Linked DNA regions of Mus musculus: regions 1, 2 and 3 are each linked to region 4. A link is a contact called in public promoter capture Hi-C data. All regions are on one chromosome and are shown on one strand. Each heading gives the region's core, a stretch centred on a gene start, on an enhancer-like site or on the middle of the called end of the contact. The rest is flanking DNA. Distances are from core to core; before and after follow the strand shown. Region 1 holds the start of Wwc1 (WW, C2 and coiled-coil domain containing 1). Region 2 overlaps Wwc1 (WW, C2 and coiled-coil domain containing 1). Region 3 overlaps Wwc1 (WW, C2 and coiled-coil domain containing 1). Region 4 holds the start of Spdl1 (spindle apparatus coiled-coil protein 1).

The links. Promoter capture Hi-C pulls out the DNA fragments that hold promoters and counts their contacts.
Region 1: a contact with region 4 is called in a promoter capture Hi-C map of second pharyngeal arch cranial neural crest, with 8 times the contacts expected there. The contact joins the promoter of Wwc1 here to the promoter of Spdl1 in region 4. A contact is called at or near these places in 20 of 39 promoter capture datasets (the 3T3-L1 cell line, 3T3-L1-derived adipocytes, the C10 cell line and 13 more), 23 of 484 Hi-C or Micro-C datasets (the 3T3-L1 cell line, 3T3-L1-derived adipocytes, the HPC-7 cell line and 17 more) and 3 of 115 datasets of contacts at active chromatin or transcription factors (astrocytes, pancreatic cancer cells and stem cell-derived neural progenitor cells).
Region 2: a promoter capture Hi-C map of the 3T3-L1 cell line shows a contact between it and region 4, with 15 times the contacts expected there. The contact joins the enhancer-like site here to the promoter of Spdl1 in region 4. A contact is called at or near these places in 13 of 39 promoter capture datasets (the 3T3-L1 cell line, 3T3-L1-derived adipocytes, the C10 cell line and 8 more), 3 of 15 datasets of contacts at CTCF or cohesin (the NIH/3T3 cell line, large pre-B cells and pro-B cells), 11 of 484 Hi-C or Micro-C datasets (B cells, the C2C12 cell line, CD4 T cells and 5 more) and 2 of 115 datasets of contacts at active chromatin or transcription factors (embryonic stem cells and large pre-B cells).
Region 3: a promoter capture Hi-C map of hippocampal neurons shows a contact between it and region 4, with 6 times the contacts expected there. The contact joins the enhancer-like site here to the promoter of Spdl1 in region 4. A contact is called at or near these places in 9 of 39 promoter capture datasets (the 3T3-L1 cell line, 3T3-L1-derived adipocytes, HPC-7-derived erythroid cells and 4 more).

Annotation. Positions count from the first base shown.
Region 1 is chr11:35,978,968-35,984,865 of GRCm38.p6, forward strand. Wwc1 (WW, C2 and coiled-coil domain containing 1) reads right to left here and starts at 1,560. Exons shown (of 23, transcript NM_170779.2): 1 at 1,004-1,560. The coding sequence starts at 1,122.
Region 2 is chr11:35,862,783-35,868,226 of GRCm38.p6, forward strand. It overlaps Wwc1 (WW, C2 and coiled-coil domain containing 1), which reads right to left. Exons shown (of 23, transcript NM_170779.2): 15 at 4,453-4,645. Among named protein-coding and RNA genes, the nearest start is that of Rars, 31 kb to the left of the region's middle. Within about 2 kb of position 2,284, at least 107 of the 459 cell types and tissues checked have an H3K27ac peak or open chromatin away from gene starts, as enhancers often do. A contact at or near this core is called in the N1E-115 cell line and cortical neurons, where this site is marked.
Region 3 is chr11:35,890,179-35,896,113 of GRCm38.p6, forward strand. It overlaps Wwc1 (WW, C2 and coiled-coil domain containing 1), which reads right to left. Exons shown (of 23, transcript NM_170779.2): 6 at 1,271-1,400. Among named protein-coding and RNA genes, the nearest start is that of Rars, 59 kb to the left of the region's middle. Within about 2 kb of position 3,058, at least 64 of the 459 cell types and tissues checked have an H3K27ac peak or open chromatin away from gene starts, as enhancers often do. A contact at or near this core is called in 3T3-L1-derived adipocytes and hippocampal neurons, where this site is marked.
Region 4 is chr11:34,830,474-34,836,256 of GRCm38.p6, forward strand. Spdl1 (spindle apparatus coiled-coil protein 1) reads right to left here and starts at 3,168. Exons shown (of 12, transcript NM_027411.2): 1 at 3,015-3,168; 2 at 252-426. The coding sequence starts at 407.

The DNA.
Region 1 (5,898 bases), core at 310-2,809, 1.1 Mb after region 4:
CACCCCATTCTGGATGTCTCAGATCCCCTTCATCTGAACCCCATAAAATGAAAGGCTCAAAAAATTCATCCTGGGTGGCTTTACGTGCACCAAACCCCCAAGGTCACAGACCAAGTGAAAATCTAACATTCCTAGGATACTTTGACCACACTCCTTCTTGGCAAAGGACGACTCCCCTCCTTCCTGGGCAGATGTGGGCCAGGTGTGAGTAACTGAAAGTGGGAAGGAGTCTGGGATGATAAGACTACCTGCCTCAGGAAAAGCTCATGCTACGCACACCCAGCGAGGTGCCCACCAAGGTCAGGATTGTGGAGAAGCCTCTGGCCCCAGAAGGAAGGGAGGAGAGGAGGCTAGGGCAGGCAGGGCTTTGCCAGAGGCCTCTCACCTCTATCTGCATCCTAACAGCTTCCAACTTGCTGTGAGATTCCTGGAGAACCAGTCTCCCTCTTTTGCCCTCCCCCGCGCTCCCTCCCTCCCCTCCCACCTCCGGCTTCCCCAGACTTGCTCCAAAGCTTTTCTCGGCAGCCAACGAAGCACCTGTCAAAAAAGCTGCTTTCTCTTCGCCAGAATGTCCTTCCTCCAGTAGTTTCCCAGCGACCCGTGGGCTCCCTACCACCCCTCCATGCCAGATCACCCCTCCTCAGCCAAGGGAGTTCCCAGGGAAGATTCGCTTCATCTGGTTTTGGTCTTTGCCTTCACCCTGGCCAGACGTCGCTTTCTAAATGAGCCGGGGACCCTGCTAGAGCTTAAGGTCAAAACTCTGGGCAGGTGCTACAAGGGCCTAAGTCCTCCACCTGGGACTGGCTGCCGGCAGTCTGCTTGGCGTCCGCCCCTCTCTGCAGCTCTTCAGAGCTTTGTACTCCTGTACAGCTCAAGGAGGGGTGAGGATGTAGAGGGGGCAAACTAAGACCTGTTAAGAGACACGCAGAGTCCCCCTGCACACTAAGGGCAGGTGCGGCCCAGGCGCGGTGCCGGGTCCGGGTCGGAGCACTCCGGGTCCTACCTGTCCCGCGGGTCGATCCAGCTGGTGGTGCGGTTCCTGTGATCTATGTAGTAGACCTTGCCGTCGAAGTCGCGCGCCTCCTCCCAGCCCTCCGGCAGGGGCAACTCCGGCCGGGGCATCTTCCCGAGCCTGGCCCGCGCTCCCCCATGCAGCTCGCAGCCGCCACGGGGCTCAGCGGCTCGGGCTGGCCGCTTTGGGTCCAGGCGGCCGCCGAGGCAGCATGATCGGGGAGTGGCGCCCACGGATCGGGGGCCCTAACGGGGGCCGGCCGGGGTGGCGCCTCTGTCCATGCGGCCCTGCGGCCCCAGCCCCACGCCGCCCGCCTCTCACGCTGCCATGTGCGCCCGCCGCGGCGCCCAGCCGGCCCGAGTCCGCGGCCAGCCAGCCAGGAGAGCGGCCCGAGCCGCCGCCTGCCTGCCCCTGCCGCTGCGCGCTGCGCTCCACGCCGCCGCCGCCGCCGCCGCCGCCCGCAGCCTCTGCCGGAGCCCCGCCGCGCGCCCCGAGACTTCTGCCTCCGCCAGGTGTGGCTCCGGCGGTGCAGGTAACTGCGCTGCCCCGGAAACGGGAGGCGGAGCGCCGGGCTCCAGGGTTCCCGGGTCTCCTCCCCGCGCCCAGCGCGGCGAGGGCGGGTCCTAGAGCCCGAGACGCGCCCCCTCGTGGGACAGTCCCAATCGCCGACCACCCCGTTCTGCCCCAGGAGGCTAGGCTCTCTCTACGCCAGAGTGTCCGGGCTCTTGGCGCGTGTGGCCCCAAATCTTGACACACCCTGTTTTCTGTGATTGAGAACCAGGAGTCAGGCAAGAAGTGGTTAAGTGAAAACATTCTTGCAAATCGGCGAACATAAGTTTTCCAGGATCTCTCGTCCCTTCCCCCCCAGCACTCACACCATCTGTCTTCCTCCTATTCAGTTCTCCCCGTGTTGTTTCAACCCTCCTCTCCGTAATTTGCAAATGTAGCTGGCTTTCCTTAGGGTCCCTAAAATTAGGAATGCTATGGATCTGCTTCCTAAGAGGACTTCCAGCGGGTGGCAAGGGAGGAGAAGGAAGGACATATTTTGCCAGTCATAGTGAAGTGCACCTGTCTCTCGGCTACTCAAGAGGCTGAAGAAGGATTACTTAAATCCAAAAGTTCCAGGCTGAGTCAAACTAGCAAACACGGGGGGGGGGAATAAATAAATAAATAAGGAAGGAAGGAAAGGGAGGGGGAGAGGGAGAGAGAGAGAGAGAGAGAGAGAGAGAGAGAGAGAGAGAGAGAGAGAAAGAGAGAGAAGGAAAAGAAAGAAAGAAAGAAAGAAAGAGAGAGAGAGGGAGGAAGGAAGGAAGGAAGGAAGGAAGGAAGGAAGGAAGGAAGGAAGGAAGGAAGGAAGGAAGGAGAAAAGAAAGGAGAAAAGAAAAGGCAAACCCTGAAACAAGAATAAGTAAATGTCTTGAGACATTAGCAATATTGAATTAAGGGGAAAAAGTTCCCTCTTAGGTTTGGTGTTTCCCCCAGTGCAAATGTAACTGTGCCTGAGGCAGGAAACTGGACTGGAAGAACGAAGTCCAGCGCCTTGTCTGAATCAATCCCTTAATGTGGGGAGTAACCAGTTAACTCCCTGTACTGTGTGGGGATCCCCTGTTTGATACACAAGGCGTTTTAGGGTGGGCTCCTCAAATCTAAATGCCCTGAGGACATAGGGGACGGGTGTAGCTCCTCCTCCATCCCATCAATATTATACTTCGAAGCCAGGGATCTCAGATCTCAGGGAGGTCCTCACCACCCACCCAACTGCTGGGGAGTTCTCCCTCCAGACTTCCTGTGATGGGCAAAGCCTTCACAATTATAAGTACTTCTAGTGCCCTCCTTCCCCCGTTCTGTTAGGATCAAACTCCAGGCATGCATCCTCACTGAACCAAACCAGCCAATCTGTTTTGAGTTTTTGCCTGGGAGACCTCGCTCTGCCTGGCCTTATACTATGGTTATCTCCCCTTCCTACCTCTGCCTCCCAAGTGTGAGATCACAAGTGTGAACGAACCATCACTTCCAACACGTGCTGATCTGATACGAGGCTTGCGTTTTCAAGTATGATCTCAGCTAATCTTCACGACAAAGCCCTGGATAGGGTACTGTACTTCTCCTCGTTCTGGAGATGAGGACACTGAACTTCAAGATGGCCAGGGATGGAGCTAAGAAGAGACACAAGCACCCTAGCACCGGTGAAACCAATGGTTGAAGGGTCAACCATTAATGCTTCATTGTATTTAGATCGAGGGTTTGTAATGTTTTTTTAGATTCTTGCTATGCAGTCCAGGGTGGCCTTGAGCTCAGCATCCTCCTGCCTCTCCCTTGAGAAAAATGTGATAATGAAGAGTCCCTCCACCTGGTTGGGAAGAGCAAAATGAAATGAGAAGCAGGGCATCATGGCGCACGCCTTTAATCCCAGCACTTGGGAGGCAGAGGCAGGTGGATTTCTGAGTTCGAAGCCAGCCTGGTCTACAGAGTGAGTTCCAGGACAGCCAGGGGAACACAGAGAAACCCTGTCTCAAAAAATTAAAAAAAAAAAAAAAAAAAAGAAAGAAAGAAATGAGAAAAATAAGGGATTAAGCTATCACCAAGGGGTCCACGTGGAGCACCCTGGCTGATCTGATGACCAGCACACTTTTATAAAGTGTGGCTCAACTGAACTATTTTCTGCTAAAAAACACAGACAACCCATGTCTTTTCCTTCCTGAAAAGTACGCTTGTCTGCTTATGACACATCCAACTAGGGTGTGTGTGTGTGTGTGTGTGTGTGTGTGTGCCTTATTTTCCAAGCTTCCTGGATGAATGTGTTGTATGCCAGATGCCCACCGCTTGGCATTTTCCAGTGGCTTGTTCCTCTATACCTTTAGACCATGCCTTGGAACAGCAATTGGTTCCTTAAAGCTTAGGCCTTAGGATCCCAGGTTATCTCCCAGAAGCTGCAAGCAGGGTGATGTAATCTACAGATGGTGGCCTGCCCCCCTGCAATGCCGGGTGAATCATCTCTAGGCATTCAGAGGCCCAGGGCAAGCACGCCAAAGGTAAAAGCTGCTGAGCCTTATGATAGGTTGAGTTGGTTGTTATTCTGCAGGTGACTGAACCACAGGAATCCAAACTGAGACAGGCAGCCTTCCTGGTCTTCCTTTTAGGAACTATGGATAACTTTGGGGCTGAGCAGAGACTACCAGCCACACCCAGTCTGCATTTGCATTCACTGTTAGGCAGCTCATGGGAGACAACACCACAGGTTGTCATGATCTTTTTTTTTAATTTGTTTTTTTTTAAGATTTATTTATTTATTATATGTAAATACACTGTAGCTGTCTTCAGACACTCCTTACAGATGGTTGTGAGCCACCATGTGGTTGCTGGGATTTGAACTCTGGACCTTCGGAAGAGCAGTCGGGTACTCTTACCCACTGAGCCATCTCACCAGCCCCCCCCCTTTTTAAAGATTTATTTATTTATTATATGTAAGTACACTGTAGCTGTCCTCAGATACTCCAGAAGAGGACATCAGATTTTGTTACAGATGGTTGGGAGCCACCATGTGGTTGCTGGGATTTGAACTCAGGACCTTCGGAAGAGCATTCGCCACTCTTAACCACTGAGCCATCTCGCCAGCAGGTTATCATGATCTTAAAGTCAGTGTTCACTGCAGCAAAAAAGAAAGGCCAGGTTCCGCACATGTCTTAAGAGATGGGGCAGGCTGGTGAGATGGCTCAATGGTTAAGAGCACAGACTGCTCTTCCAAAGGTCCTGAGTTCAAATCCCAGCAACCACATGGTGGTTCACAACCATCCATAAAAAAATCTGATGCTCTCTTCTGGAGTGTCTGAAGACAGCTACAGTGTACTTATATATAATAAATAAGTAAATAAATGAATAAGTAAAGAGATGGGGCAGCATTTCACGGGGAATGAGGAGGGGAAACTGAGTGTGGTGGGGGAAGGGAGAGAAAGAGAGGGAGGCTGGAGAGATGCTCACTGGGTAAGAGCATGTACTACTTTCTAAGAGGACATGGTTTCTGTTCCCAGCACCCACATCTGGCAGCTCCTAACTGCCTGTATCTCTTACACCTCTGGCCTGAAGGTACCAGCAATCACATGTGCATAGACACACAATAAAACCAATAAAGTAAATAGTAGGAGGAATGATGGAGAAACAGAGACAGTGAAAGATAGGGAGAGAAAGCTGGCTATCTCAGAAGTGGTTTCTGGCTGGCATCTGCATGCTTTAAAGGACTGGAGGCTTGGAGAACCTCTCCTGGGTTTTGTCTTCCCACTCCATGACTATACCTCCCTACCTCATACCGTCCGACCCACGGGTCCTGGAGACCACACACTGTTATGTTCGGTGACTGAGCCAATAACATCCCCTCTGTTCAGTCACGTGTTACTTGAGGTTCATAACCGTGCCCTGGAGTTGGTGGTTTCAAGGTTGAGAAAATACATTCAAAGCCAGGCCGGGCAGTGGTGGTGCACACCTTTAACCCCAACACTTAGGAGGCAGAGACAAGTGAGTTCCAGGACAGTCAGGGCTACACAGAGAAAACCTGTCTCAAAAAAACAAAACAAAGCCAGAGAGAAAGTCTGGGTAGAGCAAACTTTGGCAACAGGAGAGTCTAGGCAGAAGACATTTCTTTTTTGTTTTTTTGTTTTTTTTTTGAGGCAGGGTTTCTCTGTGTAGCCCTGGCTGTCCTGGAACTCACTCTGTAGACCAGGCTGGCCTCGAACTCAGAGATCTGCCTGCCTCTGCCTCCCAAGTGCTGGGATTAAAGGCGTGTGCCACCAAGCCTGGCTCAGAAGACATTTCTAATTTACCTCTGGGTCCTCAATGCTTAATACAGTGCTGCAAAACAAGCTGTGCCCAATGAGGCTAGCCCTTGTTCTTAC
Region 2 (5,444 bases), core at 1,034-3,533, 1.0 Mb after region 4:
ATATCCACCTACATACACACACACACACACACACACACACACACACACACACACTTGCACCATGTCTGAGGTATAGAGGGTCAGATGATCATGTGTTCAACAAGAAATAACGGCGAGATAAGGAATAAACAAATCCAAATGCTAACAACCATATTAAGATACATGGTAGGATCAGGGTTGATGAAAAAGAGTGGGAGCTCTTTGAGGTGTACAAATGCACTCTTTAAATTAAAAAAGAGGAAGAAGAGACTACCCAGCCTTACTGAGATGGGAGCTGTCCAAGCACAGCGTCCAGCCTCTGGTCCAGCCTCCTCAGGAAGCCCTGTAGGCTGGCTGACCTTACTCATTCCTGCGGAATTTAAGTATTTCATCCAGTCCTCTTCCAAAGAGCTCAGGACAGATTTGGGGTTCAACTCACCTACTTTTCCCTTTGTTTTCACATACCAGTGGCTGGTTCGATGGGTGGCATGTGTATCAGTTGGCATAGGGATCTCTAGCTGGAGAGGGCTCATCTGAGGCGGGGCTCTTAAGCCCACCTGAGAGCCTGTCTTCTGCTTTCTCCTTGTACAGGATGGGCATCTCTGATGCCAATCTGAATCTAAACTGCTCCCCAACCCCAAGACTGTTTGAGCGTTATCAGGATGCCAAATGTAAAAAAAGCCAAGCCACATCTTTTTCTTATGCACAAAGCTACTTAAAATATTCTATCTTCTAACCTTCAGGCTAGGGATACAAGGTACATCTGAAACAAATGTATTTCCTATTTAGACTTGAATTCCAGCTCCAACATATCTCACTATATAGGCAAATATCTAAGGCAGCAAGACAAAATAAGACCAAAACTAAGAAACCCCAAACAAATCAACAACTCTCCCCGGCCCCCGAAATCTGAACCAATTCTGGTCAAGTATTTCTGACAGGGATATTCAACCTGAAACAGGAGGAGAGATAAGAGTGCAGACTGCTGAGTCTGGATGACTAAAGCAGTTTCTGGGAGAAGAGTGTGGGGCGGGGAGAGGAAGGCAGCAGGGACTGGCACTTTACTATTTTGACACCAGCTTCCTCACCAATGGCTGCTCTACGCAGGGCTGGGGGTGGGATACTGCCAATTCAGGAATCAAATGGCTGGGATGCTCCAGGCACCAGAATAAACTAAGTATATACAAGAATATGTATATTACTTCTTTATTCATTCAACAAGCATTCCCTGCAGCAGGAGAGACATCTAGAACACGATTCCCATCCTCTCACCACCAAGGGAATGACAGTCCCCTGGGGACACACAAACATACTGGATGCTGCAGTTCAGAACATGACAGGCCACATTTGAGGTACAAGCTGGGGAGGGATCATGAGGACAGTTTGGAAGCATGACACTTCCATCCGATTATTATTAATGACAAGATGCACTGCCTGCTGGTGCCGGCTCACAGGTGTGAATAGCACTCCTCAAACTAGCAGCATTTTGAGGGCATTTACCCAGTCATGGATTCAACCTACAGGATTGATTGAATAGCCTACCAATGCTGGTGCGTGAGCACACGGTCCCAGGAGACAGAGCGTGAGAGTGAAGGGGTGACCACGGTTTGTGGGATACCAGTGAAGAGTGGTCTCTCTCAAAGGGTGCCATACAGCACTGCTTAGGTGTATTTCCTGTCCAGTTGCACAGGTGGAGGTGGGGTTCACATTGGCAGGGCTGGAGCTTTGACACCAAGCAAGAGAGAACAAGGGAGCTATTGTAAAAGTCCATGGTGGGGTCTGTCCAGCAGGGCTTGAGCTGTGGGGCACTGGCCTTAGTGGCTAAGAGGGAGTAGTGTGACACCCCACTAACACATGTGGTAGAACTGCTGCTGACAATCTTAGGGACACAGACCAAGTGTTCTCCTAAACCCTGAGGTCGGGGGAGGTGACAGCCTTTGGTCGCCCTGAAACGTAACGCAGTTCAACAGGAACGCGAGAGGAAAGTGAACGAGTTGAAATCCACGTTGGTCAGTTCACTGGATGAACTGGGCAGGTAACTTAGTCTTCTGGGGCCTCGCTCACTCTCTAAAAGGAAGATCGTCGGAGACTTCTTCCAGGGGCTGCACCGAGGGTTAAAGAAGGGGCTCTTGGCCCAACGGTAACACACAGATACTGCTTGTTAATGGTATGGCTGATTAAATAGCTTAAAACACACTGGGGATTCCGCAGCCCCAGCAAGGCAGGGAGACTCCGAGTGAGTGGGAGCAGAAGAGCTCTTTCCCCCTCATGCCTCACTGCCTCTCTTCCAGCCACCCAGACCTGTGCTTCACATTCTCAACAGAGGCAGGCGAGGAGGTTTCCCATTGGTCATGGACAGCAACAAGCCACTGTAAGATGAGCGCTTTGGCTGTTGCTATGGCAACCAGCAATGGCCAGATCTCAATTAGGAAGGAAGAATAAAAAGCACCCACTTAGGAGAAGAAAAACAGGATTTAGTCTCTTCTCACTCTGGAATTCCCAGGGCTGAGGAAAGCTTCACTAGAGGAGTCTGGGTCTGAAAGCGCTTTCTTTCAGTGTCCACCGGGTTCCCTAAAAACCCCTTTGTCACCATTTGTAGCCTCCAAGGAGCATCGAGTTAGCAAAGAAAGGACACTGGAGGGCTCGAATGTATGCCCTGCAGACAAGGGGTCCAAATGCAGCTCTGCTCCTGGGTTACAGTGTGACCCAAAGCAGGAGCTTTCCTCTCTGTGACTCAGTTTCCCACTGGCACAAGGTACCTTGTTTTAAGATGAGTGAAAACAACGGAGAGAGTGCTTGTCGGGGACCTAATTTAGTGTCTGTCAGAAAATGTCACCCAACTCACATTTACTGTTGCCTTTGTGTCCGTGGTAACATCATCAGAAGAGGCAGGGTTTCTGCCATGGGCTGAGCAGGAAAGTGACTGACGCTCGTGTCTGTTGGTGATGCAAAATGCGACCTGGGACTGTAGCATCCCACCCCCCTGGGAACTTGTCAGAAATGCTGATTCTCAAATTTACTGCATCTCCATTTGCACTCTGACCAGGTGACTCACAGCTGTCCCTTGTGCACTGAGTCTGAGCAGCAGTGCATTAATGCTTCATCAGACAGAAGCTCAGATGGAACGGTGAACAACCAGAGCTGCATTCCAGATCTGGGAACTGACACCAGGCATTGAAGACTCTCAGGTGGCAGGGCTTGGTAGGGCTAGCCTGGTGATTTGCCCCTAAAAATCTGAGGATGCAGGCTCAGAATTCCACAGCAGTAAGGATTCCCCATCACAAGCAGATGGAGGTGAGGCTGGACAGTCAGGAGTCCCCGACTATGAGCACAGACTCATGGCTGCCACCAGGAGAAAGACCAGCCTGCAGGGAGGCAGCAACTGGCCTGGTTACACTCTCAGCTTCCAGACATGGATGCAGGAAGAAGGCTCAGTGCCATTGACAAATCCCCAGCCTATGCTCTACATGAGCCGCACATTTTCTTCTGTTGCTTGAACCCAGCCATTTCTAATACAGCCCGTATCACAGTTTGCACGTTATCTGACAATGCTGGCTCCTGTCTAAGGGGCCCTCTCAACAGATTGCCAGTGCCCAGAAAAGGCACTGGCGCCTAACAGGCTCTCAGGAGAGACCAGGGTGAGCAGAGCTTTTTTAACTCTAAAGCCCGAATTGCTTTAAAGACACTGGAGCTGCCATTTAAACGTTCTGAAATGGCATCAGAGTTAAGAAAGCCTTTCATTTTGTTCAGCTCGGAACAAAGATTTTATATCCCAGAAGCCCCCGGGGAGGGGTTACTCAAAGTTGAACAGTGTTGCACTGCCTGTATTGAAGTGCAAAGCTCTCACAGGGCTACTGACTTCCTTGATCCTGGCTCTGGCCAGTGCAAAAGAAGAGGAAGCCAGAGGCACAGAAGAGATCCCGACTACTGAGAATCTGTCCCAGGCATTTGCGGTGGATGCTTTGTATACACACTCTTAAGGCTCACGACACTCAGCAGTGTGCACCAGGAAGGAATTGTAGACAAAGAAATCGGAAAACAGAGATGTTAAGGAACCTGTCCATGGCCACTCAGCTAGACCCCGAATGGTAAAGGTGAGATTTGAACTCATGCTGTCCTTACTACCCTGTGAGTCTTCTCGATCTCTAAAGAAGTTGAGGCAGATGGCATGTGCTTTCAGGTCCTTTCAGGTCTACTACTCCTCTCACAGGAGGGGCTTGGATGCATAAGTCCGAGATCACTCCTTTCTGCGAAGTATACTAGGCTGGACTCGAACTCACAGAGATCTACTTGCCTCTGCCTCCCGAGAGTTGAAATTAAAGGCATGTGCCAGTACATGTCTCCAGATTCGTAGAGACTCAAAGCTTGTGGAGGCTGAGGCGAGCTGGTTGCAAACCCCTACCTGTATCACCCTCAGGCTCTAAGGACTGAAGACCAGGTGGACAGACAGACAGAGACAGACTCAGCCCTCACCAGACACTCCTCTGTATGGCTCCTGTCAGTGGTGCAGACATCGACTCGTAAGGTCTTTTGGTGAAGGGCTGGGTAGGAGATGGACACCCAGAATGCCTCATTGAACACGAGGGTATTTGCCGAGTCCAGAGGCCGGGTTCTGAACAAGCAGGTGCTGCTTTCAGAGCAAGGCAGGATGGCTACACGGATGTTCCTGGAGGAGACAGAATGGCCAGAGAGCCGCATCAGCTGTCAAGGGCTGACCTATTACAGAGATCCCCAGGGAGGCAGCTGGGAAGGAGAGAGTGCAGAACGTCTTATGTGGGGGATGCAGCAAGGGCTCTAGGGTACCAACTGCTCTTCCTGCCATGGCTCTCTGAATTTTTTGTTGTTATTTTGTTTCTTTTTTTCCTATATAGGGTCTGGTCTCACGATGTAGCCCTGGCTGTCCTGGAACTTACTATGTACACTAGGCTGGACTAGAACTCACAGAGATCTGCTTGCCTCTGCCTCCCAAGAGTTGAAATTAAAGGCATGTGCCAGTATGCCTGGCTGCGTCTCTGGATTCAAAGCTTGTGGAGGTTGAGGCGAGGTCGCTGTAAACAATGGATAGGCAGCAGTTCACTAGCACTGAGCAATGGTGAAAAACAGGGGCACCCATGCACTGAAGGCAAATGCACTAACCCCCCGCAGGCAGAAACTTGACAATTCTGTTATGTGTGTATATACATGCATGTCGAGGTCGAAGGTCAACCTTGTATGTCAGTCTTCACAGGTTGTCTATCCGGATTGTTGTTGTTTGTTTATTGTTTTTCTTTTAAGATGGATCTCGCATTGGCTTGGAACTTCCCAAATGGGCTAGTCTAGCTGGCTAGTAAGTCCCAGCGATCTGCCTACCTAGCACTCCCAGTGCTTGGGTTACAACTCTGCACTACCATGCCCTGCTTCTTTTTAGGGGTACCAGGGATGAAACTCTGGCCCTCATACTTTTGTAGCAAACACTTTACCCACAA
Region 3 (5,935 bases), core at 1,808-4,307, 1.1 Mb after region 4:
TGCTCTCAACCTCTAGTCACAAGCAGAACTACTCTTTGCTGTCCACGAGCGCCCTGTTCTTGGGCCGAGTCCTGTTGTCTGTTGACGTTTCCTTACAAAGCTAGCCATGGCTATTCTGAGTCTTTGCACTCGTGGTGTCAGCGGAGTGATGGGAAGGTGTCTTCAGGCTTAAGTGGCTTCTGAGTGGGGATTACATTCAGGGGTAAGGCAATGGGCTTGCGAACCACATGTCTCAGGGTCTGACTGATGGCTCTGCCACTTGTTATCTGAGTCAGATTGTCCTTATATATAGAATGGCCATAATCTGAGTCACACACACAAAGCACTTAGCTCCATCACTGTGTTATAGACTTATCTCTGTAGTTCCGTTCCAGCTCAGAGAACAGAGGAGACCGACTAGTGGACATTATGATGTTCAAGTTAAATGGCTCTGTGATTGGTCCATCAAAAACAAGATGGGTGGTAAGGGCTAATAGTAAGGAGCTGGCTTTGGTAGTACAGCCAGGCAAAGCTTTGCCACTGGTACTGACTGAATGCCCTCAAGTACGTCACTCGGTGCTTCTGGGCCTCCCTTCTCTCCTTTATAAAAAGGCGGGTGTGTGTGTGTGTGTGTGTGTGTGTGTGTGTGTGTGTGTGGCAATCTCAAGAAACCCGGTAAAGGGTAAGGATAACTTTGGTAAACAATAGGATTGTAACCCAAGAACAGAGTGTTCATGGACAGCAAGAAGTAGCTCAGAGCACCCAGGTCGCTTGCCAGCTTCTCATCAGTACACTGAGTCTGATCAAACAATTCCTTGGAGAACTTGTGTGATGCAGGACAGTTGCAGTGGAGTGTCACATTGCAATGTCTTCTAACCGACTGCTCCTGTAGCTGACACACCTGTAAAGTGACTGTTAGGGTGACAGTTCAAAATGCCTAGGATCCTTTCTTTTTCATTTCAGACTATTGGCATTACATAATAAATTATCTTAGGGATGGGACCAAAGTCTAAACACAAAATTGATGTTTCATGTGTATTTTTATATACACAGCCAGAAAGTACCTTGATATTTTGGATGCACCCATATTGTGTCTTGTGTCGGCTACACAAAGATGGGAACTTTCCATGGGAGTATCGTGTCAATGCTCAAAAGAGTTTGAACTAGGGAAATTCGTCGGGTACTGCGAACTCAGTAGCTTGTGTGGTATGTGAAAGCAGCCAGTGTTAAGTCCTTGTACCCAGGGCTCCAGGGGCCTGCATCCCAGGGGGCGGGGGCGGGCCCACATCACCTTAATGAGGTCTTGTTTCTCCTTTTCTCCGCAGGTGATGGCTTTCTTGATGGCTTTGGTTTCCCTCAGCACAGCCTGGGCCTCATCCAGTTTGTAGCCACCCTGTGCGTCTGACATTCTCTCATCAATTCTAGAGGCCAGGAAACAGGAGGGGTCAGACATGGGAGGACAGGGAGAAAGCACAGGTGCTCTTCAGTCTCCTCTCTCCATCCCACCCAGCCCTCTCTAGGCCCTGCTCAGTGGAGAAGATGCAGGAGGCTCTCATCAGACTGCAAATGTGTGTGGCTGCAGAATACAGAGGCAACAAGGTTCTTAGAGTTGGGCTCTTCTAAGTATGAACTCTTACCAACAATCTCCCTGATTCCCTCCTGAGTCCCCGAGACTGGGGAGGGGGTGCCTAGAGCACGTGCCCAAGAGCTGAGAGACTCTGTTTTGTCGTGACTTTATGAAGTAGAACCCTTGGATTAACTGATACACTGGAGAACAGAGGTGAACAGAGGACTGACAGAGTTGGGGGTGAGGAGATGGTGTCACCTGTCCTATATGTCACAGGCTAGCAGGGTCCCAGGCACTGATTCACAGCATCTTAATAATACCTCAGGCTTGCGTTGTGACTACTTCCTGCCAGATGACATAGCCCACACCTTTAAACCTCAACTGTTAGGAGGCAGAGGCAGTCATATCTTTGTGAGTCCCACGTCAATCAAGGCTACATAGTCTCAAAAAAATTCCCCCATAAATTGTCCAAATATACGGTCCAAAATCACCCTTGGTGGAGAGCCACTGTGTTTAGCTTTGTGGAGTTGGTTCTGGCCTCTTCAACTCTGCACGGATGCTGGGGATTGGCTGGCAAGTGTTTTTTTTGGTGGTGGTTGTTGTTTTTTTTTTCTTACCTGAACCGCCTCACCCCTACCCCACCCCACCCCCAGAACCCTGCCAGGAATTAACGTGCTAAATTACAGGATACATTGAAGGACAATGACAGGTTAAGGATAAAAAGACTCCCAGCTGTCACACGGGTCCCCAGCTGTTACACCAGTCTGCACCGCAGCACTGGACGAACCTCCCAACCACACACAGCTCGGTGTTCTAAAGCAGCCCAGATTATGACACCTGCCTGGCCGTGTTCAGAGCTGTTCTCCACGTCAAAAGGTATAAAGGACTTAAATCCTAAGGAGAACTAGGAAGTAGTGTACACATAGGAGGGATTAAGTACCCTCAGCTTGGAGATTATTGGTTATCCGGGCCCTATGTGTAGGATTGTTTTGATGAAAGTGAAGGTTGTGTAAAGGAGAGAGCTGAGTGTCCTCCCCCCCCCCACCTCTTTCTGAAGTGCTGAGATCCAATCCAAGGCCACAGGCATGGGTGGCAAGTACCCTGCCACTGAGCGGTGACTTAAGAAAGCAGAGAGGCTGAGGAGTCGGGGTGAAGAGGACTAGGCTGTGGAGAAGGTTCTGAGAGAGCAGATACTTAAAGTGCTTCATTCTTCCATCAAAGGCTGGCCTGAGGCTTCGGTGGAGGGTGGAGAAGGGGAAGTTTAACAGTCAAGGGAGCACCGCGCACCCATTATAACAGGACGAGAAATCCTAACAGGCATTCCTCTCTGGCTTCCTGCTAGAGCCAAACTGTCCTAGGCTAAAAATAGCCTGAGTGGGAAGTTACTTGGGAAGGAGGAAAGTGAGACCGGGGAGCAGGTTTCCACCCTGGCCTCATGGCTTGGAGTGGGAGAGAGGGCAGCGGGGAGGGGTCCCCACACAGCTGCCCCCTGCAGTTTCTTCAGCTTCCGTGGGGCGAACACAAAGCCCCAATTGTGTCTCGCACTAAAAATAGCTTTGCCTATTCCTTTCGAGGCCTGGAGCCTGGGCAAGCCTGCCAGGTTGGCAAAGATCCGTCTCAGATTTAGTCTGGAAAAAGTTCACGTAAGGAGCACTGCTCCACAGAGCTCTGCAGGTGATATCCCGCAGAAACATCCTGCCCCACGGTGTGGGCAGGAATGAGAATCGGCCCTGCCCAAACTGTCAGAGGTGCTAGGTACAGGGGAGAGAGCTTTATGCTTCAACAGGTCTGAAGGCTGGGTAGAGTTCTCCTCTGCAAACGGGGCAAGAATGGCTTTGCATTCCCAGAAGGATAGACAGAGCAGTCTGTGTGCCGGGCTGCAAAGAGCTTTACCTGATTTCTCAGGCCCTTAGCAACCTAAGCTCTGGAATGTGGCTGCAGAGAGCAGCTCTGAGAACACTTGGGCTAGAACTGGAGTAAGAAGGGGCTGGGGAGAACAAAGGCTTTACCATTACACTCAGTGAAAGACAGAATTCTCTCGGGTGGAGGGGAAAGGCAAAGAAAAGTTGTGTGTGTGTGTGTGTGTGTGTGTGTGCGAGATGTTTTAGGATTTCTAAATTATGCATTTGTCTTTTATTTCAGGCCTTTGGGGACTCGAATGACCAGCAGCCTCAGAAGCTGGGCACAGCCTCTGACAGTAGCTGGTTCTTCCTATCTTGTTCACACAACTTTGGCAAGGGGACTTTGTGAAACGTAGAAAGAAAGACCCTGCCGTGTCCTGCCCCTGCCAAAGTGGTAGCCTGAGTCTTACTTCCCACCCGCTGACGAGGAGTCACACTGCAGGCCCAAGCCCCATGCTTTGCCTTTGCTTTTCCTTCTTCCCTGTCTTTGAGAGATCTCCTTTGGTCGTCATCAACCTTTCTCCTTCCTTTTTTTAAAATTAATTATTTACTTTTATTTTATGTGCACTGGTGTTTCTGCCTGCGTGTCTGTGTGAGGGTGTCAGGTCCCCTGGAACTAGAGCTTCCGACAATTGTGAGCCACCATGTGGGTGCTGGGAATTGAACTTGGCCCTCTGGAAGAGCAGTCGGTTCTCTTAACCACTGAGCCATTTCACCAGCCTCTTTTTTATTTATCTGTCTATCTATCTATCTATCTATCTATCTATCTATCTATCTATCTATCTATCTATCTATCTATCTATGAATCTATGAAACAAACAAAACCCTCTTGTGGCTGGGTATGGACCAGGCTCCCGGATTCTTAGACACAGCCCCTCGACAGCTCTAGGCTGGCGTCACTGCCATTGTGAAGGCAGACACATCTGCTCTCAGACAGCAGGGGAACTGCACGTCAGTCTCTAGCTGTGTGATGGTGACTCTGGAAACTCCCTAAATTATTCCTGAAGAATGAGGTTGACTATTCCCAGGCTCTGCAGACACCGGGTAGGAATGCCTTAGTCATCTCTCCCCAGACCCTGAACAAAAGCAATAATACCAAAGGGGTATTAAGGGGTCTTGTGTTTTTGGGGCCTGGGGAGAGTTATCTAGGGTACTGTCCAGAGAGACTGAGATGTGAACTTCAAAAATCCACTTACTCTACAAGCAGCACAATAATCATTGATAGTAGCCCAACGGTTCTGAACAGGAGGTGTAGATTGTGGGGGACAGACTGTGTTTAGAAGTAGTGGGGTTCAATTCTTGGGCACAAAAAAAACCAAAACCCAAAAACTGTAACAAGACAACAGCTAGATGTCTCCCAATGGCTGGAAGGCATGCCTAGCATGTGTGCAGCCCCTGGGTTCCATCTGCAGCATCAAAACAACAGGTAAATAAATAATAAAAATGAATACTATAGGTTTCAGGTAGTCGGTCTATTAGAAATGATAGCTCAAGCTGGTGACAAAAAGCTAGCATTCCTTAGGACCTTGTGAAAACACCAGTTCCCATCTGCCAAAAGGAACTGTTTCCCTTACTTCAGGCAGAAGGACCTATGGCTACCTGTGGAGTCCATCAGCTTATCTAAGCTCATCCTGGCCTCCGGGCTCCCTCAGTACCACAAGAACCTGTTCCACATCAACTCATAATCCTTACAATCCTCGTGATTTGTCCACCCACTTTCTCTATCTCTAGTTATCCTCTCTCACTATCTCTTACACTGTCTGTCTGTCCACCTGCCGGCCTGTCTGTCCACCCACCCACCCATCCACTCCTGGCCGTCCTCATGCTTTCTCTCCATGCCGTATTCTCTGACTCTTGCTACCTCACCGACTCTCACTCTCCTCCTTCTGCCCCTTGCCACGTTCACTCTGCTTTCCTCCCTCTCTGCTCTCAACTCTTCCAGATGCCACTGAATATTTTCTCCCTCCTATTCACAATACAAACCTTCCGATAAGAATGGAGAGCTTATGTTGGCAGTTTCTTTACTGTGCCCCCTTGAGTACACAAAGAGACTCGCAAGTGTTCTTGGGTTCTGGTCCTGATTCTGACCTTGCTGGCTGGGTTCTGGTCCTGAATCTGACCTTGATGTTGGGTGACCTTGATTCTGACCTTACAGGCTGGGTGACCTGCATATTTTCAAGGCTGTCAGTGCCTTCATCAACAACATGGGGTACAGCACAAACTATTCTCAATGTGGTAAAGAGAATGAAATGAGGCACCTGTTAGGTCAGGGTGCCTAGCAAGCAGCAAGCTTGGGTTAGGGTGGTAGAGTCACTTTCTAGACTAAATGGACAACTGACTAGAGCCTCTCCCATCCTCCTCCCCGAGTACCTAATCTATGCCAGGCTCTGTTACATTCTAGACAGGGGTTTCCTAGCTCAGTTCTGACAACCACAGACTTTTCAGATGACACTATCAAAACTCAGAAGGGTTAGGTTATTTTCCAAGG
Region 4 (5,783 bases), core at 1,918-4,417:
GAGGTTTAGAACTATAAAGGAGTGAGGTCACTGACGCAGAGCATGGATTGAACCACACCAGGCAGTAAATGTAGCAAGGAAACCAGGCTGACCTCAGAGGCAACCAACTGTTGGAAAGAACACTGGAAATTCCTTTTCAACACAGTTGGGGTGGGACAGTTTAGGTCTTCAAATGAGAAAGGATAGCTACCACACAAAACAAGTTTTTAGTTCCGATGTACTTCCTTGTAAACTAGTATACTGGACCCTACCTCTGCTGTGATCATCATTTCTTCATGACATTTATCCAGTTGGCTCTGCAGTTCCGTCTGCCTCTCCAAGAGCTGTAGGCCATAGTGTGCAGCTTTCAGTCGCTCGTCTTCACACTCTTTGAGTTTGTTCCGAAGATTTGTGATATCTGCCTCCATGATGTCTGTTCTCAACCTACTGGAAAGATAAAATATAACTACGTGAGCTGAACGTGGGACTAAATGTAGTGACATCAGAGCAAGAGAAGAAACATATATGGTCAGCAGTACTGCCATAGAAAACCAAAAGGGTATTAGAATTTGATTTCTGAATTGCAGGACAATTCCTCTTATCAGTGACAGCACAGTAGGTAGTGAGAAATGGCGGAACTCTACAAAACTTGTGAAGGTCAAGTCAATACAATTTTCTGATAGGTGGATTCTGGGAGGTAAAAAGAAAAATGAATATAGCCTTCTGCCTAAGCAATTACTAGAATGGAGCTACCCTCGGCTGAGACACTGAGGTAAAAAAATGTTACAGGGAAGAAAGCAAGAATTCATATTTTCAGTATGACTTGAATATGCTGTACTAAAAATACAAATTTGGAGAGTGCCAACATTAAGTCCTTAAGATTCCTTATCACTAGAAGATGAGCAAAACTGCTGACAAGTCTCAGAACAGAAGGCTGCTATGAAGGAAAGACCGGAAGTATCCTCAGGTACTACTCAGGAAGTAAGTGGAAAGCATGTAATGTTTCTGGGAGCCAAAAAGACAAAATTCCTCCAGGAGGTGGAAAGAAACCATCACGGCAAATGATACTAAGGCAAATTAGATGAGAAACTGGAAACTGCAGGTCACTGGCCCAAGGTGGAGAAGTGAGGCAAAAGCCTGGTTAGGATAGGTTTGAGAGCCAGGCAGTGGTGGTGCACGCCTTTAATCCCAGCACTTGGGAGGCAGAGGCAGGTGGATTTCTGAGTTCAAGGCCAGCCTGGTCTACAGAGTGAGTTCCAGGACAGACAGGACTACACAGAGAAACCCTGTCTCAGAAAATCAAAACAAAACAAAACAAAATAGGATAGGTTTGAGAGAAAATAGTAGGCGATACACAGATGTGGCTAAATGACATAAAAATCAAAGTGGAGCTCCAAAGCCTAGTGTGCTAATCACTTTTCACCACAACTTCTCAAAAACCCAACCCGTATAAGGCATTTAAGTGTCAGCAAGTTCTGTGGATGAGCTAGCTATCTGAGCTCAAAGCTCACTTCCACATCCAACTGGCTACATCAATGTGAAAAAGTTTTGTGAGCATCTTGCTTCATCTATCTTAGAGATTCTATAAGATAAAAAGAGTAAAAGGAAACAAACAAACAAACAAAAACAAAAAAGCCGGGAGGTGGTGGCACACACCTTTAATCCCAGCACTCGGGAGGCAGAGGCAGGCAGATATCTGAGTTCGAGGCCAGCCTGGTCTACAAAGTGAGTTCCAGGACAGCCAGGGCTATTCAGAAAAACCTTGTCTCGAAAAACAAACAAAACAAAACAAAAACAAAAACAAAAAGAGTAAAAGGCATCTAACTAGATTAAGAACACATGAATTCTTACTAGGCATCAACAGAAATACCATGCCAGCCAAACGGATTTTAAACTTTTTTTTGGGGGGTGGGGGTAGTTACATTTTCACAAATAAGTACAAGTGAAAACATTTAACCCAAACATCCAAAATGTTACCACTGCAATCTGTAATCATTGAATAGATAAATAAACAAACCCAAGCAAAACTTTCAAGCCCAAAGTTCTCCTGCCTATAGGAGGCTCAGGGATAAAGATGGAGCAGAACCACTGAATGGCACAACTTGAAACCCATCCCATGAGAGAGAGCCAACCCCTGACACTATTAACGACCCCGTGCTATGTTTGCAGCCCTAACATAACTGTGTCTTGAGAGGCTTAACCCAGCAGCAGATGGAAGCAGAAGCAAAGGCCCATCAGGCATCAGGCAGGGCTCTGGGAGTCTCGTGAGGAAGAGTAGGGGATAGAATTGAGCAAGCTGAAGGGGTCAAGGCCACCACAGGAAGACATGCAAGTCAATCAACCTGGACCCATGGGGGCTCACTGAGGCTGAACCACCAACTAAGGAGGATGCAGGGGCTGGACCTAGGCCCCCTACGTATGTGTAGCAGATATGCAGCTTGGTCTTCCTGCAGGTCCCCTAACAATTGAAGCAGGGCTGTCTCTGACTCTGCTGCCTGCCATTGTACCCCTTACCCTACCTGGACCGCCTGGTTGGAACATGCTTATTTAACTCCGCTGGGATTTGATGTCCCAGGATGAGGTGGTACTGGGGGGGGGGGGGGACACGACTCCCCTTCTCTGAGAAAAGAGGGAGGGGTAGTAGTGGGGATAGGGATTGGGGGGCGGGACTGGGAGGAAAGTGGGGAGGGGGCTGCGATTGGGATATAATGTGAATAAAAGAAAAACAACAAAAAAAGTAAATAAGTAAAACATAAGCGAATGAGATGTTACAATGAGACTCCGTCCTGTGTGTCTGCTACATAATTGTAAGTTAATTCAGACTGCACCACTGGCTAAGGGTACTGGAGAATTCAAGACTCGGAGGTCCCAGACCACCCAGCACCGTATTTATCCTTCTGCAGTCAAACCCGCAGCGAAGCGGTCCGACCGAAGACTACACCGACCCGGAAGGCGGCTCCAGAGAACTCAGGTTCCTGAGAACAGGCGTTCCTCCCACCTCCTCCCGGTTCACCCTTCCCGACGCTCGCCCTTACCTCTCTCCTCACGCTTCCTGGCTGCTGCAACCGGAGGCCTGTCCGGAGAGCACTGGACTCCCAGATTCGTGACACTAACTCCACCTCAGCACAGAAATAACTCCCTCTTCACTCGGCAGCAGCACTGCTAAGTAAGCGCCGGGGATTTTTGAATACGGTTCCCGCGAGAACTCACGTTTCTCACGAGATGTCTTGTCCAATCCGCGCCTCCGGGGCAAACGAGTGGGGCGCCTTGCAGAGACTGCGCATGTGCATGCTCCGCGACTTGGGCTTTTGGGCGTTCCTGCTGCTTCGTTTTCTTAGAAGTGTCTGCTTTTAGTGAAGTGTGTTTCTCTGGTTTATTTATTTGTTGTCGTCTTTACCAACGCCAGTGTCGCCGGGTCGGAAGGTATTGTCAGCCCCTCGCTGGCCCGCCTGCAGTCGCCTTTAGGAGCTAAGGCGTTGAGTCTCACCAGGGCCAGCACAGTGCCACCTTCCACTGGGCTCGCCCCAGTTAGGACTGCGAACCACCCTGCCAGCCCTTGCACTTTGCGCAGAGGAAATTAAAGTCTCCTCCAAAGAAAACCTAAGTAATTCAAAATCACCGCAATAGGACTGCTATTGAGACGAACCCAGCTGGTTTTGCAGTACAGCTCGAGGGCATGCGTGTCTAAATAGAAATTCCTTGTAAACTTGCTTATTCTTTACACTTTTAAGCAATGGGAAATCTGGAGAGCTCTAGTAACTGGCACCTGGCATCATATCTTTTTTATCTATGGGCTTGGCTCTATGTCTTTTATCGTGGTTTACTGTGTTGAATCTTTGCCCTCTGTAGATGAAGGTGCCGAAGTGACACATTCCAAAAGTGAATCGGAAACTCCAGTCAGTAACATTCCCGTTTTGTTTTTCTTTATATAACAAAACGTCTGAGAAGGTTTTCACTATTCAGTTTCATCATCATCGTTATTATTTAGCTTTTTGAGACAGGGTCTCTATGTAGCCCTGACTGTCTTGGAACTCTCCCTGCAGACCGGACAAGCGATGAACTCACAGAGATCCTCCAGCCTCTGCCTCGGGAGTGCTGGGATTAGTTTGTTATATTGTACAGTAAATTGTCTCTTGACAAGATCACCAGCGTTTCTTTTTGTTTTTGTTTGTTTTATCATGAGGCCAATCCTGCACTGTACCCCAGTGATTTTTTACCTTCAGTGTCCAGTAGTCAGTGTTTATTTTTCCCCTTTCCTGCATTGCCTCCATTGAGTTTTAATATCTTGATGCTCCACACCCTTTGACTTTCTCACTTCATTTTCATTTGTAGACCGTTATTTCTGATGGAGCTAGACCAGACTTTAAAGGACTGAACTGTTTTAAGATAAACAACAATGATCCATCAAGCAGATATAATCACCACTGAGTTCTTCATTAAATGAAGCAAATTCCATTTCTTCTATCATTCTCAGATTCTTCAACTCAGGAGTCAGGAAGATAACCTCTATCGTTGGCCAGTCATGACTAGTTAATACCTGTAACTAAAATCTTTATGAATTCCTTGTTTTGTTCTTTGATTCAGAGAGAACATATTAAATCACATACTATCTCTCAGGTGCAGTGACATAGACCTTGGAAGGATGTGTGATTAAACGTACTATCAGGGAGTTGCTCACAACACAGTATATTATTTACATATATTTAATATTCTTGAGGCCTGTGCCCCCCAACATAGCTGTAGCCATTTTGTTCCATGCCTGCCAGCTCTTTCATACTGTTGCTGTGATATGCCTGCCACTCATTGGCACAGAAAAATAACTTGACTCAGAGCAAGGTCATGTTGATAACATATCTTGTTATGTTCTGTATGACAATTGTTAATCTTAAGAAATTCCACAAAGCTATAGGACCCATCAGATTAAATCAGTATGAACTGTTATGTCCAAAATAGCTTGAGTCAGAGCTGACCACTGAACAGCACTTCCAGCACCTGCACACGAGCTCATTGTGGCATTTTCCTTTATAAGCACACCCTGAGAAATGTTCGGAGTTGTAGCCTCGGCCGCCAGATTCTGAACTATGGCCCTGATCGATCAAGCTTAGGGTGTGTGTTCAGTAAACCATCCCTGTCTGACTGAGCTTGGTGTTTGTGTGGTTTGTGGGCGACTCCTGAACCCCAACAAATATATATTTAAAATCATGGCTGTAGAAATTATCACACACACAAATATACTCACATATATATTAAAAATTCATGGGCTGGCGAGATGGCTCAGTGGGTAAGCTTTGGACTGCTCTTCCAAAAGGACCTGAGTTCAAATCCCAGAAACCACATGGTGGCTCACAACCACCCATAATGAAGTCTGATGCCCTCTTCTGGTGCATTTGAAGACAGCAACAGTGTACTTATTTATAAAAATAAATAAATCTTTTTTTTTTTAAATTCATATGACCCTACATAAAAGGAAAAGTATATTTTGTCTGGATATTCATTTAAAAAGTTACAAATGCACTGGCACTAAGCAGAGTCTTGAAAGATGGCAGAAGTAAGGAAAAATGGACTCGAGGGAGAGGACCATGTTCACAAAGTCTTAAAGGCCTCTCTCTCTAATCGTTAAAGGCAGTTTATAGGAGAACATTGATTTGGGCGCGTCTTTCTACACTGGCCCACTGCATGAAAGTAACCTGGAATCATTTGCACTAAGTGGCACACAAATAATTGAGCTTCAAGACCATCTTCAGTGGCCAGATGATTCAAATCAAGTGGATGCTGAGCTGGGACCTGAAGAGGTCTCTCTGTCT